Linked DNA regions of Columba livia: region 2 is linked to region 1. Evidence: chromatin contacts called from public Hi-C data. All regions are on one chromosome and are shown on one strand. The core of a region is the stretch at or near the end of the contact, and the rest is flanking DNA. Distances in the headings are between cores, read along the strand shown.

Region 1 (3,609 bases), core at 837-3,336:
GCTGTTTTGACGTAAGGTTGTGTTCAGGATTCCACCTTCCTATGATGAAAACCAGCTGTTAAATACACACAAGCTGAAATGAAGCATTAAATACTTATAACACATCATAAATGTAATGCTTACTGCAGAGTAGCAAAGAACTACACTGAAATGCTTGAAGGCATTTTAGAATGATTAGAAGTCAGCAAAAACATAAAAATATCCCTAGAGTTCTAGCAGGACAGATGCATTTCATTTGTCAGCACTCGAGTAGAACTAGTTTACTGAAAACACCGATGTCACACTAGCTTAAGGGTATCCATTTAGGTTTACTTTCAATTATTTATAAAACTTAATATTTTTGTCCACTGCTTTTGGCTAATATCCTTGAAATATGCTTTTTTTTTTTTTAAAGTACAAATTATAAACACCTTTTTCACTGGGCAAAATTTAATAAGCATTTTAATACAGGCACATAGTAAAGCATTGCATTTTGTTTGTTGACTGAAAAGTCTTTCACTTATGCCAAGTAATTTGCTGCAATTAACAGTATAACCCTAGGATAATGACTATAATATTGTAACTGAGCAGTCATTTACCCACTGAAATAATTTTACATTCATTATCTGAAAATGTGGAGACTGATCAGTAGCTTAAGAGTTTTCAAGTTCATCTTAGCTTGTGTTATTAAACACCACTCAGAAAAAGGTGCAAACTGAGCAACAGGAATTTTTTTAAAAGCTTTTGCTAATATAGCACATCCTTCACTCCCTGTAGCCATGGTTAATTTTAATTCCAGGAAATATTATTCAAGTACAAATTCTCCTGCCAGATTTTTGATACAAAAGGTATTACAGGACTGAGAATGCCTGAAAAAATAGGAATAGGCATTATTGTAACAAGACAGGTCTCACTGATGTTTATGAAGAAAAGCTGTACTCTCACACCATGGTCCTAAGGATCCCTATGCTTCTCCCTGCTCCAAGGCTGTGCCTTCACATGCTCTTCTTAAGGCACATCATTCTGTCACAGTTCTGTCTATAGTTCCTTTTTGCACTTTTACCTGCCAACCAAATGGGCTAAATTCCTTTCCAACGATTGCAAAATTGCTCCCAGATGGTATATTGAAAAAGTTTATTCAATTTTTAGCTTTTTTACATGCTAAATGACTGGTGGCCTAGCAGGCTTAAGCTCTCTGTTTATCTAACTACAGAGGTAGAAGCACAGGAAAAAGTCACTTGAACTTCTCATTTAAGCATTTAGAATTTAAAATTACTGGCTGCACCAATCCCTCTGTCCCCTGCTTCCTTTTCAAATTGTTCTGGCCAGTTCAGTAGTTTAAGCAGCTTATACAGTAATTTTTTACCTTACATAAGTGGCCACTTACAAAATACTTATACTGTTACTATTCAGAAATACAATATACTGTTTTCAATCTATGACTGGCAGTCATCAAAACAACTTGAACACAGCTTTCCCTCTAGGTATATAGATGAAATCTAGGGACAAATACAACACTATAAAAAGTCAAGTGGCACAGAAAGATGTCTTAACAGCCAAAGATCTTAGTGACACATGTGCTACTTTAAGGGTTTTAAAAATCAAGATACAATGCTGACAGCATTATGGATCTCTATTTTAATTAAAATACTGCCAAAACTCCAGTATTAGATTCCTTGGAGCCACTGCTGATAAAATAGGTTTCAGGAGGCAAAAAATGCTTATCACCTATTTTAGAAGAATTTCTGCTTTAAATGTTTATATTCTCAGCAACCAGCATCAACTCCCAGTGCCATCAAGAATTTAAATGGAAATTAACATCTGTTACAAATCACAAGCTGGAAGTTAAATTGCATGAACAGGTAAGTAATGACAAGACAGTCATATGTAGTTAGAAAATAATGAAGGACATTCACCACTGAACAAAAAAAATCTTACCTCAGAGGCATTGATGGCCAAAGCCTTCAGCAGGAGCCTGCTGGCATCCAAATGAAGACCATAATGAATCAGGAGGTTAGCAAGATTGACCAGAGGGATGTCCTGATATTCATGTGGAGCCAAATTAAATGCTTTTTGTAAACAGGTGATAGCAAAGGTGCTATTTCCAACTGCACGCCAGTACAATCCAGCTTCATTAAGCACAAGCCACAGAGGATCTTCCGGCTATGGGAGAGTCAGGGAAAAGGATGAAAACACCCACAAAGGGGTGTCTCAGGAAGACAGAATTACTTGCTGTTTCGTAAGAAAACAAACAAACAAACCCCACCATTGCATACTACTCTTTGTTAAGCAGATACAAATTACAGTTTGCTGTGACTACTAGTAGATTATTCAGTCTGCTCTACCTCACTCAAACTGATGTGACTTAACAGTCTGAACTGTAATTTAGTAGCAGCTGATGCTTGCACTCCACTCATATGACTCTGTTATATCATGACCACAAAATCCCTTAAAATATACAAGTGATAATGGATAACTTGCTTCAGGAAGCAACAATTTTGAGCCACTTCAGAGGCTTAAAATTACACTAATACAGATCTATGTAGAAATGTTACAACTTGAAGGTCAGGAAGCTTCTATGTTGTAGTTAGATGTGCTTCCAGGTCCTGTATCCAACATCAAGATTTCCTGTCAGTTGGAGGTTTCGGAATTTTTTTTCTTAGATTTAGTTATCCACGTGTCTTATGAAAGTTGACAAGTGACATGCATTAGATACAGTTTAAAGATTATAAACCAGCAAGCGACAACTGAGGGCAGGTGGAAGAATGGAGGAAGCATGAAATACACTTTGAACGTTCCTTCCTTCTCCTTCACCTACAACGGAAAAAACAAACCACTCATCCTAGAGGAGAAGTAACAAAACTTTGACAGGCAGACAGGGCTACATACAACATCCACTTTCAGATGGAGAAGTTTGAAATGGTTTAGAAACACTTAAATTCTGTTTTTTAATATTTTCAGCATTCTATGTTACCCAATTCTACAAAGAGTTTAAAGTATAAAAGCAACAATTGAGATTAATGCCAAATCCAACCTATATGTCTGAAGCCCGAACACATGCACGAGTAGGAAACATGCAGCTAGGATTATAGAAACAAAACAGATAAGGATCTTTACAGTAGTGTTGTATTAACACAATACAACTGGCATTACAGTAATACTGTGTTGAAGAAGTTAATCAGTCCATAGATTTTCTTCCAGATTTTAGAAACAGCCTCACACAGGTTCTATCTATGGTTCAAGATGAACTGGAAGATATCAATAGGATATATTGCCTCTTGGTTTGGAGTACCTTACATAATCTGTAATCGTTGAGAGTATTTATCACCCGTATTATGCAATGCACATACATAACGTTACTTGCATGTTATTCATGCCAAACTCCTCACTGAGTTAAACTCCATACCCAGGTCTCAACCATCTTTGTCTAACTAAATCCTCAGCAACTTACTGGCACTTTTTCCCAGTACAAAGATACCAACTGTGGCACTTCTGCTCTAGAAAGTTTACCATTAGCTGAACAGGCATGACATCAAAGTGTTTTTACATCAGCATCTAAACGACCGAAAAGTTCAGACTTTTAGCATGAACCCAACAGAATACTACAGTTAAAAACAAAATACCCCTGCA
Region 2 (3,923 bases), core at 1,167-3,666, 46 kb after region 1:
CTACTTCCTCATTTACACAAAATACAGTTCAGGCAGGAGTTTATTTTACCCTGTACCTGGCATCACCAAAAGCTCAAAAAAAAAAAGCAGGCAACTGCGGCAGCAGTGTGAGCCTTCAGTTTTGCACATTTCCTCCCAGTCTGTAACACAAGAACGTCCTAAGCCAGAGGCATTGTCCAGACAGTTATTTTTAATAACTGTTGAGTGACCAATTATTCATTGATTTATCTAGATTAATTCTTGAACCAGTACATACTCTGTTATGTCCTATGACAAGTTCTGCAATGTGTTATGAAGAAAATCTTGTCTTCCTCTTCATTTTAAGCCTACTTCCTAATAGCTTTTTTCAAGTTCTCACCTTAAATTCACTCACAAGGTAGACTCATAATATCTGAGCCTCTTTATCAACTGAAACACTCTTTTACAAGTTCAATACTTCCAGGCTTTTAAATTACCCCTCTTCATGTCATACTTCTGGTTGTTCCCTTACGGTTCTCCTCATGTTCAAAGTTTCTTCTTTTGAGACAGGGTGACTTTTTGTAAGTGAGAGATCATGTTCATAAGGTTGGTAAGAGATAATAAAGTAATAAGTAGGATAAAACTGATGAATAAGGAACAATTACTCATAGCTTCTCGGAATGCAGAAATTGGAGACATCAAGTAAGATTATGAAATGTCAAGTTCAGAAGAGATCACTCCTTCACAAAGGTTAATGAAGTAACGGAACATTTTGTCACGAAACGTTTGTATGCCAGAAATATAATCAGTTAAAAAAAGTATCACGAAAGTACACTGAAGAACAATCTAGTGAGATATACTAATTACAAAGACACTATCTCTGGCTCTGGAAGCCCACAAGCTATAGAGAAGCAAAGCTGGAAAAGCGTATCAGGAATCATAATTCTGTAGTTACCCTTGGAGGTTCTTAGACATCTGCTATTGATTCCTGTCCCAGGCTTCATTTCTGAACTATGCTGGAATCTGTTCTACCAAAGATGGTCATTCCTGTTTTGCAAAAGCTACCAACAACAGTAAAAATTATGATGGACCACTAATTTGGAAACTAACACAGTAACAGAGTCTGGTTTATTCTGTATCTCTCCATATAGTTCCCAAGACTTTAGCTGCATTTTTTGCTTGGCTCTGAGATTATGTTTTTGTTGAACTGTCTACAGGGATGCTTTGTTTCACTAGAGCATAATTACACAAACAAAGTGAATAGACTTGAATTAGAAAGAAAAAAAAAAATTCAAAAACAACACACACCATATTATTTGTTCTCTTAAAGAACTTTCCAAATGACCTTGTATAGTAGTACCTAGTTTAAAATCCACTGCTAGGTATATGCAAAGCTACTTTCCTACTCATGTGTGTAATGACCAAAAAAAAAAAGTCCGTTGCTTTTTCAGGTAGCTGTTCAGTAAAATGAGAGCCTAATACAATTCAAAAACTATGGTTTTAATTAACCATAATATTTTATACTGGCAATATACTACGTCATCCTCTCCTTTCGAATAATCAGTAACGGTATAAACAAATGGCACATCTTGCCAGGATTCTACAAGTAAAAATCTCCTTTAGCCATGAGGATCGAATTTCCATTTTTACCCTAAGGAAAAAAAAAAAAAAAAGGGGGTGCGGGGTGCGGGCTACGGGCAATTATCGAACCATAACAGATTTCACCTTCCCCCAACAAGCTTTTTAGCAAGACAGCCTGCCAGAAGCTCTCTAGAACTGCAGTGCAGTGGATCACATCTGGATGACTAGTGGTGTAATCTTTAAGGCCTGAATTCGCCAGATGAAACTCCCGGCGCCCAATGCAAAAAACAGTCTGACTCTAGCTAATAACTAGTTAATAGCTGCGACACCACATTTTAAAAGAGAGCAGCCGACAGGACGGGGATGCTGCAAAAGCGGCCAGAGCTACTTCCGTCCTTGCAGAACCGCAGCCGCGAATTCATCTCTACCCGCCTCTTCCCTCCCCCTGCCCGGGTCGTGAAAAAACCTACACCGAGAACAGCCCCGGGGGCTAGCTGCTTGTCCGGCAGGGCGAACAGCCCTTCCGGCGGCACCCCCTCCCGCTCGCCCCGTCTCAGCCGGCCCAGGCCGTAACTCCCCCCGGCGGCGACGCCACTGCGCTACTCAAGCCCGAGGCCTCGCGAGGCCTTGCAGGCCGCAGCCACGCCGCACCTGGCCCGCCGTCTCAGTGGCGTCCGCCAGGATCCCGTAGTTCCGGTAGAGCTCCTCCACGGTGGGCATGGTGCGGCGGGGAAGGGCCAGAAACCGCCGCTGGAACCGAGGCCGCCACTGACGCCGCCGCCGCCGCTCAGGCCGCCGCTACCGCTCAGGCCGCCGCCGTCAGCACCAACGAGGCGGAAGTCCCAGAGCAGCTGTTTGCCGGCCCCTGCGCAGCGCCCCCAGGCGGCTGGCGGTGGAACTGAGGGCCGGGTTAAAGGGGCGGGGCAGGGGGGAGTTCCCCGCAATGTGCTGTACGTGTTGTACGCCAGCGGAGCTGAAGTGATATTAAACAGGTATTCAGTGTAAACGGGAGTGCTCCGGCTTCTGCGTGGCTCCTCGTGTCTGGATTTTAGTCATCGTAGCACAAAGCACAAGGCACTTTCACAAGTGCTGCTGTTACAAGGGTTTCACCATGAGCCGGGATTTGTGCACCTGGCGCTTGGCAGCGGCGCCTCCTGCTGCTGGGGCAGCGGGACGCGGTTGCTCAGGGATGCGCTTTTGAGGCCTTTTTTTTTTTTTTTTTTCCTTCTCCTGGGCTTTCTTTCGCACTCCTCCTTTCCCTGATTGCTCTCTTCCCCCAGTTACTCGTTTCTGTATCCCATTTTGTGTCTCATATACAAAAAATGTGAAAGATACACAGAAGTGCCTGTGGTGCATTGAGCTCCTGGTGCAAGAAAGCAGCTGGTTTCATGTGATTTGGTGACTTTCGCATTTTCCTGAAGAGGAAAATACCCTCTAATTCCAGCATATAGGAGCTGAAATATCTGCAACTAATGCAGTAGATTCAAATGACCTAAATTGTGGCAAAAGTTAAAAGGCTGCAGCAGTGTCTTCCCCTATTCTCAAGATGCTTTAGCATCCTGCTGATTTCACAGGCACTTAAAATGAAAGAGGATTCCCCTCACGTCAGCCTGAGGCCAAGCTAAGCAAAACACTTGACCTTTTCTCCATATCCTCTCCAGTAGGATGAAGGGTGATTTCGGAGGCATTCAAAGCCCCGGTCTCTCTCCAGAGCCGGCACAGGCAGAATGCACACAGCAGGGTCATACAGGGGCATCAATCGTTTACCTTCCTTTCATTTTTCCTCTGCTGTCAGTGTTTCAGCAGGTGGCTGCAGTGACCACATCAGTCACCTTTCGCCCTCTGTTTGAACTGAGGCCCAGTGCCTTTACCTGTCTGCAGATGGAATGATGTGGTTCCTGCACAATTGACAGGGTCTGATGGTGCGAGTTTGTGGCTGCTCTCAGATCCAGGAGAGCACTAACCATGGCCTGACCCTTGGTGTGCTTGTGACCATTGCATTTACCTAAAGTAATCTTCTTAAAAGAATATATTGGTTAATAAAACGTAACACAAGACAAAAAATATTTTTAATGCATCAAAAGGGCTATGTCCATGACTAGCTTACCTGAACCTTTCATTTTCCAGGAAGGGTAAGCTTCCTCTGGTAGCCTGGCGGATATTAAGAGATGTCAATCTCTTGCCCTCCGGCATCATCCAGGCAGCATTGCATCTGAATGCAGATTTTAAAACGCTCTGTAATCATCTTTATCAGCACTGTCATGGCAAGCTTCTACAACTTGTCAGAAAGGAGGAAAGATGAACCTCCCATTTAATTACTTTTTAGCCCACTTGAAATGTTTACATAGATGGAGGACTCCATTATCTCCCTTTCTTGCTTGTTT

Evidence for each region. A called contact is a pair of places that touch in the nucleus more often than the background predicts.
Region 2: a Hi-C map of liver shows a contact between it and region 1, with 3 times the contacts expected there. The contact joins the promoter of API5 here to the enhancer-like site in region 1. A contact is called at or near these places in 2 of 2 Hi-C or Micro-C datasets (crop and liver).

Annotation. Positions count from the first base shown.
Region 1 is chr5:45,181,640-45,185,248 of bColLiv1.pat.W.v2, forward strand. TTC17 (tetratricopeptide repeat domain 17) reads right to left here. Exons shown (of 25, transcript XM_065064780.1): 15 at 1,918-2,142. Among named protein-coding and RNA genes, the nearest start is that of TTC17, 29 kb to the right of the region's middle. Within about 2 kb of position 2,087, at least 1 of the 3 cell types and tissues checked has an H3K27ac peak away from gene starts, as active enhancers do.
Region 2 is chr5:45,227,122-45,231,044 of bColLiv1.pat.W.v2, forward strand. It overlaps API5 (apoptosis inhibitor 5), which reads right to left and starts at 2,417. Exons shown (of 14, transcript XM_065064784.1): 1 at 2,191-2,417. The coding sequence starts at 2,259.